Regions from separate parts of the Mus musculus genome. Here all the other regions are linked to region 2. A link is a contact called in public HiChIP or PLAC-seq data. All regions are on one chromosome and are shown on one strand. Each heading gives the region's core, a stretch centred on a gene start, on an enhancer-like site or on the middle of the called end of the contact. The rest is flanking DNA. Distances are from core to core; before and after follow the strand shown.

Region 1 (2,748 bases), core at 104-2,603, 320 kb before region 2:
TTAAAGAGTGTGTTCTAGCCACCCCCCGCCCTTTATGCAGGGGACCCCAAGGTCTGAATAGCATCAGCCGGCACTCCTGCATGGGCTAGGTTTTCCAGGGCTTTCAGCATGGTGAGGGCTGTAGGCACAGGTTGGGCTGCCGGGAGGTTTGAGGTTTCCCTTAGTCTTAGACACTCATTCATTGTCCGTCCTCGGGGCCAGGAGGAGGGACTGGGCTGGGAAGAGGAGGAGGCTCATTTGCATGGAGTCTCAAAGAGACAGCCAAGAAAAATCAGAGCTAATCATTAGAGGCGGCTGTGGCCACGGGGCTCTAAATTGTATTAGGAGGCTTCTGGTCTTCATTGAATGTATCAGATGCAAAGACAGAGGCAGGAAGCGCTGGGCGGTGACCTGCCTGCCTGCCTGCCTGCCTGCCCGCCCCCGCGGCTGCTTCCTCTGGCTGGAAGCTGGGGGGAGGGCTCTAGAGGGCCCTCTAGAGCCCTCCCCCCAACGCCTGCTTCTCAACCCCCAGCAGCTCCTGTAAGATTTTTCTCAGGGCTCTGTGACCTTGGTCGAGTTACTTTCCTTCTCTGGGCTTGTTTCCTTAATTAGAAGCTAGGAAGGCTGGTTTCCCGAGCGAGCGCCAGAGCTGAAGGAAGTAGAAGCCCAGGAGGGGTCTGAGCCGATCGAGGCTACGGGCAGAGCAAAGATGCTTGTGAGGCCCTGTGTGGCCTCCCTGTCTGCACCATGCAGGCTGGACGATTTACTCTGAACCTCAGTTTTGTTGTCTAGGCAATGGGTAGAGCACAGCATTAACCCAGCACGGTGGCACTTGCCTGTCATCCCAGCACTCATGATGGAGAGGGTACTTGGGAGGTCACCGTGGACTCTCCTTGGGGGTACATAGAGTACCCAGGAAGTGATCTAGAAGCAGACTCCCTTCTGGGGGGTCTGGCTTGGAGCAGGTGTGGCTTCCTCTTCCTTGTGGGGTTCCAGAAACTTCAGAGATGTGGCATCCAGGTTTGGAGGTGGTTATGGCTGGAGGGTTTTTTCCGAATCCAGGGGAGCCTGACTGTGTCGAAGTGATGTGTCCTGAGGAGGTTCCAGGGAGGCCTGTATCCTCTGTCTGGGCAGATGCATCGGCCTTGGGTGCCAAAGGCTGGTAGGGCCCCAGAGTTATGTGCCCAGCCTGCAAGTGTGTGCCGGGGGAGCCACATCTTTCGTGAGGGCACAAACACGTGTGCTAGCAGACCCTGTGCAGAGTGTGCATATCTGTAGTTATACAGTCACCCGGTGGGGCCGCTATACCCGTATGACCATGGAGAGAGTCAAATATCCACGGATGTGTGCTTCCCCATCCCGTGTGCTCGAGCGCAGCTGTGTGCACCCCGCACTTGCTCCCCCCTGCTCGTCCCCATGGCAACCCCAGCAGTGTGTCCTGGTGAGGCATAGAGCAGGTGTCGGGAGATCTCTGCTGGTGCTAGGGAGTTACAAGGGAGGGGCTCCCCAGAGTGGGCAGGGCCGTCTGGGGTTCTTGGGCAGAGGCTTTGGGTTTAGGAGAATCTTCTGGAAGCCCCTAACTGTGATTCCTACAGGATGAGTCACAGGCCCGTCTGGTCAGGATTTAGTTCTGTGTGGTCCTTGATGACAGATCAGCAGCATGTTGGGGGGGGGGGGGCTCATTCCCATTTTCTGGGAAGGTAAACTGAGTCCTCAAGCTGCTGACCCTGGATCCTCAGGCAGCCCAGGAGAACATGGGTTCCTTACTCTTCCTCTCCCACCTTCATGGAGAGAGAGGAAGTGGTTCTGCCCCACCCCCCACCCCCCTGCTCCTGTTCCAGGCATGGGTGGAGTGGGTGGAGCCCTTGCCTTAAAACCCAGCTACCCAGTGGTTCAATGATTCTTTTGCCATTTGGCTGATTGCTGGAGAACTCTGTCTTGAGACCTATGGCTCAGGCGCTCCCCACCCGCATGTGAAGTCATCCAGCTCGGGCTGGCAGGGTTCCCATGGCAACAGCAGTGACGTCACAAAGGCTGGAGGAGGAGAGCTGGAGGGAGGTGTGGGGTGAGGCCAAGGAGGGGATTCCTGGCTTCTCTCCTGCTCTGACCACTTGTTACCGAGCAGGCACAAGCCAGTGACACTGGGAATAGGTCCTGAATGTTCCCCCACAGCCCTCAGAGATAGACGGAGTTAGGGACACCCTCCTGTCCAGGTGCCAAGTCCCTTTGGGAGTGAGGAGGTGGGCGTGAGCCTCAGAAGCATAGATGTCACGGTCACCTGGCCTGATTAACTAGCTGCTCTTGCCAAACTTTGAGTGACAGCCTTCAAGGGCCTATGACTGTGCAGGTCACCGCCATCTGTCCCTGTGGGGATGGGGGATCTGTACCTGAGTTTCTTGCTTCGTTTTTATTACGTGCGTGTGAGTGTGTATGTGCACGCTCATGCTTGCACTTGGGCACATATCATGGTGAGCCTGTGGAGGTCAGAGGACAGCTCCCAAGCTTCAGTTGTCAGTTCTCTCTCCTTCCATCGCACTGGGTCCTGAGATCAAACTCAGGCTTGGTGGCAAGTGCTTTTCCCTGCTGAGCCTTCTCTCCAGCTGCTCTCTCACCTTTAAGGCACCTTTGTAGCCCAGGCTTGCTCAGCGGAGGATAACCTTAAACTTCTGATCCTCCTGCCTCTACCTCCCAAGTGCTGGGATTGCAGTGTCCGCCATCAGGCTGGGTCTATGCAGTCCTAGGCGTGGAACCCAGGAAGGAGTTCATATA
Region 2 (2,700 bases), core at 50-2,549:
CTGGAGAAGCTTGTCTACCTAAATCAGTGAGCTCCAGGTTCAAGCAAAAGACATTGTCTCAGAAAGTGAGGGTAATGGAAGAAGACACCCTTGGCCTTCATGTACACACATATACACACATGTACACATACATACAAATGAATGAGGGGAAAAATGGGGATGGTGTCTTCAGGACTCTATCAGGAAGTAAGGGTCACATCAGAGGGATCCAGAGTATGACAAGAAAAGGACATGGCTGTGGGCATGCTGTGAGCCATGCTGTGTATTGTATGCTGTATGCTGGACACGGGCTGGGCAGAATTGAGAGAGGACCATGGGACAGGGCAGCTCCCATGGCAACAGAGCTAAGCACTCAGAAAGTGATTGCATTGGGGTAGATGGGGGTGACGTTTTCTCTGGTGCTTGAATAAAAGAGGGAGTTTCACATTTTATCCACTTCTACATTCCTTAACAATAAGAGCTTATTTAAAAACCCATGAATATGTAAATACCATTTTAAATATGGATATGCAAGACATACAGAGCAACAGTCCGTGTGGGTGAGAAATGTTAACCGCAGCTCCCCTAGTTGAAGAGCCAGCACAAGCAGACTAAGAGGGCCGGGTCTGGAACGCTGGCCCTCCCCAACTCCATGACTGGGTGGTTGGGGCTGGGTAGGCCTGGAGCACAGCAACCTGGCCCTTGAAGAAGGAGTATGCACATCTTCCCACCACACACAGGGCCTATCATCAAGGGGCCTTTCACCCTCACAGCTGTGTATCTCCACAAATTCAGTAAAGGACCCAAGCCTTGCTCTGTATCCCAGGATGCACTGGCCATCCTTTTGGGGATGTGGGTACCCAGACTTGGTCTCAAGGCAAAGCAGTAGAAGAGAGGCAGCCTGAAACAGGAATGTCTTAAACAGAGCCAAAGCCAAGCTAGGGTTGGGGCTTATATCACTACACACACACATACATTCTCTCTCTCTCTCTCTCTCTCTCTCTCTCTCTCTCTCTCTGTCTCTCCCCCCCCCTGTCTCCCCCTCCCTCCCTCCCTCCCTCCTGGACTCACCAGCCCACCCCAGCAAAGAATGGGAAGGTAAAGATTATACAGCTCAAGAGCAGAAGTGAGCTCCAGGTAGGCACCTATGACAGATGCCCACCCATCTCAAGGTCTTTCCAGCCTCTCTTTATCTCTCCACTCTCTCTCCTACTAACTGGTCACAAAATTTATAGACTTGGTTTGGATGCCTCCACTGGGGAGGCTATGGAAGGAAGCTTTGAGGAGTGAGCAGATAGGGCTCGAAATGCTGCAGGCACCATCTCATGTCCAAAGCTGGGCACTGCAGCCAGCTGCCAAAGCCTTCTGAAGCTGCCCTATGCTCAGAGCATAAACCTGGCCCGGCTCAAGCACAGACAGCTCTTGACAGTGCTATTGGGTTCTGTTCCTGGAAGGAAGGAAACACACACAGGCAAGAAGAGGGGGGTATCTTAAAGGGGGTGGGGATCAGGCTCGGACAGAGAGGCTAGGAATTCCCAGCTATGGTGGGCACTGTGGGAGCCTCCAGTTAAACTTGCCTGCCTTCATGTCCCCTTCAGAACACAGTGTGATAAGGGGACTGTATAAGCAGGAATAGTATCAGAGATCAGCCCACTGGGTCCCTAAACCTCAATAGCAGCACTCTGGGCCTGTTCTATGGAACCTGAACTTACCAGATGGAAGGTGACAACCTGTACACAGGAACTAACAAAACACTGCTACACAGCCATGCTCAAAGCCTTTGTCTGATAGGGATATCAGAGGAAGAGATGGTAAGTAGGAGCCATTACTTGGTAGGTAAACTGTCTTGAGCTTGGACTAGCCCATTAGTCAAATACCACAATGCCTAGTGCATTCTGCAGTCTGGGATATAACAAGACCAGATCAATTTGGTGTGGGCAGCCTGCATAGCCATGCCCAGGTTACTATGTGAGTGGTTCTGGGAGGCAGGCTCAGTGTTGACCCACAGTTGACATAAAAGTTAAAGAGAGCCGGGCGTGGTGGCGCACGCCTTTAATCCCAGCACTCGGGAGGCAGAGGCAGGTGGATTTCTGAGTTCCAGGCCAGCCTGGTCTACAGAGTGAGTTCCAGGACAGCCAGGGCTACACAGAGAAATCCTGTCTCAAAAAAAAAAAAAAAAAAAAAAAAAGTTAAAGAGAATCAGGATAGAGGGATTCCCTGCTGAGCCACTCCAGCTTCCAAAGAAAGGCCACAGAGCCCACTGTCACAAGGAAGGGAAAGGTAGATGTGTGGGTAGGAGGTAAACGTGCATAGAGTCAGACATCCTCAGACGACCATGAGTCCTAGCCAGGCACTCCTGGGTCTGCAGGTGGCTAAGAGCAGCATACTCCTTGCAGGACAGCCATGAGCTCTATGTCACTAGTGCTGCAGAAGGCACGAGAAAAGTGCTCAGACTCAGGTAGCCACTCTCCACATTCCAAGGCAAATTTTAAGCTGCTTAATACCAGTTCTGGTATTACAGGATCTAAACAAAACATCTTAGCATCTGCTAAGAAATGTTCCCTCAACAACTTTTATAGCCGGTGGAATGCATACAGCTTACACAAGTTCCATGCTTCTGTATCTCCACACCTGTCCCTGTCCACACAAGTACACGCACCCCACATGCATGGGCACTCATCATGCATAGTTATATGTTGCCCCCTCACCTGCCTCCATTGC
Region 3 (2,700 bases), core at 38-2,537, 280 kb before region 2:
GACTCTCTCAGCCCAGCCTGATGATCTGGGACAAGCATGATGGTTTCTGTTTCACAGCAGACAGTGGTGGGTGGCTCAGCGGAATTCTTCAGTCAGTCACCCAGTGACTTTGGATGTGGTTTTTTTCTGTGACTTACTCTCTTCTCTTTTCTCTTGCAGCAGAGAGTACTTCAGGCAGAGGAACCGGGCGAAGCCACCAGGATACACAGGCCCATGGGAAAACAGGCTGTGGCCACCTTGGGACCGGGGAGGACGACAAAGGGCGGCGGGCAGTGAGGGAGCCATTCTCCCTCCCGACACCTGCGTCATGCAGCTTGGGACAGGACATCTCTGACAGTGCAGGCAGTGATCCATCCCACCCCTAAGTCCCCTGGGGGGGCCCACTGCCCAGCCCTCCCCCCATCCCCACAGGCAGTGTCCCGAGATGGCTGGGCACGGGTGGGGTACAGCGTGGGTACTTGTGGCAGCCGCCACGTTACTGCACGCGGGTGGGCTGGCCCAAGGTGACTGCTGGCTGATTGAGGGTGACAAAGGCTTCGTGTGGTTGGCCATCTGCAGCCAGAACCAGCCACCCTATGAGGCCATCCCCCAACAGATCAACAACACCATCGTGGACCTGCGGCTTAACGAGAACCGTATCCGCAGCGTGCAGTACGCCTCCCTGAGCCGCTTCGGAAACCTCACATACCTCAACCTCACCAAGAACGAGATCGGCTACATCGAGGACGGGGCCTTCTCCGGCCAGTTCAACCTCCAGGTGCTGCAGCTGGGCTACAACCGGCTGCGCAACCTCACGGAGGGCATGCTGCGGGGCCTGAGCAAGCTCGAGTACCTGTACCTACAGGCCAACCTCATCGAGGTGGTGATGGCCAGCGCCTTCTGGGAGTGTCCCAACATCGTCAACATAGATCTCTCCATGAATCGCATCCAGCAGCTGGGCAGCGGCACCTTCGCAGGCCTGACCAAGCTCTCGGTGTGTGAGATCTACAGCAACCCTTTCTACTGCTCCTGTGAGCTGCTGGGTTTCCTGCGCTGGCTGGCTGCCTTCACCAACGCCACACAGACCCATGACCGGGTGCAGTGTGAGTCTCCTCCTGTCTACGCAGGCTACTTCCTCCTGGGCCAGGGCCGCCACGGCCACCAACGTAGCATCCTTAGCAAGCTTCAGTCTGTGTGCACAGAGGGCTCCTACACTGCTGAGGTGCTTGGCCCACCCCGTCCGGTGCCAGGCCGGTCACAGCCGGGACATTCGCCACCTCCGCCTCCACCAGAGCCTAGTGACATGCCCTGCGCTGATGACGAGTGCTTCTCCGGAGATGGCACCACGCCGCTGGTGATCCTGACTACGCTGGTCCCTCAGACAGAGGCCCGTCCCTCCATGAAGGTCAAGCAGCTGACCCAAAATTCGGCCACCATCATGGTGCAGCTGCCGAGCCCGTTCAACCGCATGTACACGCTGGAGCAGTACAATAACAGCAAATCGTTCACCGTGTCCAAGCTGACCCAGCCTCAGGAGGAGATCCGCCTCACCAATCTTTACACACTCACCAACTACACATACTGCGTGGTCTCTACCAGCTCCGGCACCCATCATAACCACACCTGCCTTACCATCTGCCTGCCCAAGCCGCCCAGCCCACCGGGCCCCGTGCCCAGCCCCTCCACAGCCACCCACTACATCATGACCATCCTGGGCTGCCTCTTTGGTATGGTACTGGTTCTGGGCGCTGTCTATTACTGCCTGCGCAAGCGGAGGCGACAAGAGGAGAAACACAAGAAGGCTGTGGCAGCGGCAGCTGGCAGCTTGAAAAAAACCATCATCGAGCTTAAGTATGGTCCTGAGATTGAGGCGCCTGGCCTGGCTCCCCTGACCCAGGGTCCGCTGCTTGGCCCTGAGGCTGTGACTCGAATACCCTACCTGCCAGCCGCCACCAGTGACGTGGAGCAGTATAAGCTGGTGGAGAGCAGCGAGACCCCCAAGGCCACCAAGGGGAACTACATTGAAGTGCGCACGGGGGAGCCGCAGGAGCGCAGAGGCTGTGAGCTGAGCCGGCCAGGTGAACCCCAGAGCTCAGTAGCGGAGATCTCCACCATTGCCAAGGAAGTGGACAGAGTCAACCAGATCATTAACAACTGCATCGACGCCCTCAAGTCCGAGTCCACCTCCTTCCAGGGCGCCAAATCAGGGGCCGTGTCTGCGGCTGAGCCGCAGCTGGTGCTGCTGTCCGAGCCTCTGGCCAGCAAGCACAGCTTCCTGTCCCCTGTATACAAAGATGCCTTTGGCCATGGTGGCCTGCAGCGGCACCACAGTGTGGAGGCTGCGCCCGGGCCCCCGAGGGCCAGCACTTCATCCAGCGGTTCTGCACGCAGCCCTCGCACCTTCCGGGCTGAGGCCACCGGCACACATAAGGCCCCAGCCACCGAGACCAAGTACATTGAAAAAAGCTCACCTGTGCCCGAGACCATCCTCACTGTGACACCCGCGGCCACTGTGCTGCGGGCGGAGGCCGACAAGAGTCGCCAGTACGGCGAGCATCGGCACTCATACCCCGGCTCTCACCCTGCCGAGCCACCTGCCCCTCCACCACCTCCACCCACTCACGAGGGCTTGGGTGGCCGCAAGGCATCCATCCTGGAGCCTCTGACCCGGCCACGACCCCGAGACCTCGTCTACTCGCAGCTGTCCCCACAGTACCACAA

Evidence for each region. HiChIP or PLAC-seq counts read pairs in DNA pulled down with a chosen protein or histone mark.
Region 1: an H3K27ac HiChIP or PLAC-seq map of SST interneurons shows a contact between it and region 2, with 4 times the contacts expected there. The contact joins two enhancer-like sites. A contact is called at or near these places in 2 of 484 Hi-C or Micro-C datasets (bone marrow-derived macrophages and cerebral cortex) and 4 of 115 datasets of contacts at active chromatin or transcription factors (SST interneurons, VIP interneurons, bone marrow-derived macrophages and 1 more).
Region 3: an H3K27ac HiChIP or PLAC-seq map of VIP interneurons shows a contact between it and region 2, with 3 times the contacts expected there. The contact joins two enhancer-like sites. A contact is called at or near these places in 1 of 484 Hi-C or Micro-C datasets (cerebral cortex), 1 of 115 datasets of contacts at active chromatin or transcription factors (VIP interneurons) and 1 of 9 other capture datasets (embryonic stem cells).

The regions. Positions count from the first base shown.
Region 1 is chr5:139,930,793-139,933,540 of GRCm38.p6, forward strand. The region is part of intron 1 of Elfn1 (leucine rich repeat and fibronectin type III, extracellular 1); the gene reads left to right. Among named protein-coding and RNA genes, the nearest start is that of Elfn1, 24 kb to the left of the region's middle. Within about 2 kb of position 1,354, at least 149 of the 459 cell types and tissues checked have an H3K27ac peak or open chromatin away from gene starts, as enhancers often do. A contact at or near this core is called in SST interneurons and cerebral cortex, where this site is marked.
Region 2 is chr5:140,249,267-140,251,966 of GRCm38.p6, forward strand. The region is part of intron 10 of Mad1l1 (MAD1 mitotic arrest deficient 1-like 1); the gene reads right to left. Among named protein-coding and RNA genes, the nearest start is that of Gm16120, 43 kb to the left of the region's middle. Within about 2 kb of position 1,300, at least 23 of the 459 cell types and tissues checked have an H3K27ac peak or open chromatin away from gene starts, as enhancers often do. A contact at or near this core is called in SST interneurons, VIP interneurons and cerebral cortex, where this site is marked.
Region 3 is chr5:139,970,819-139,973,518 of GRCm38.p6, forward strand. Elfn1 (leucine rich repeat and fibronectin type III, extracellular 1) reads left to right here. Exons shown (of 2, transcript NM_001384186.1): 2 at 160-2,700. The coding sequence starts at 425. Among named protein-coding and RNA genes, the nearest start is that of Elfn1, 64 kb to the left of the region's middle. Within about 2 kb of position 1,288, at least 2 of the 459 cell types and tissues checked have an H3K27ac peak or open chromatin away from gene starts, as enhancers often do. A contact at or near this core is called in VIP interneurons, where this site is marked.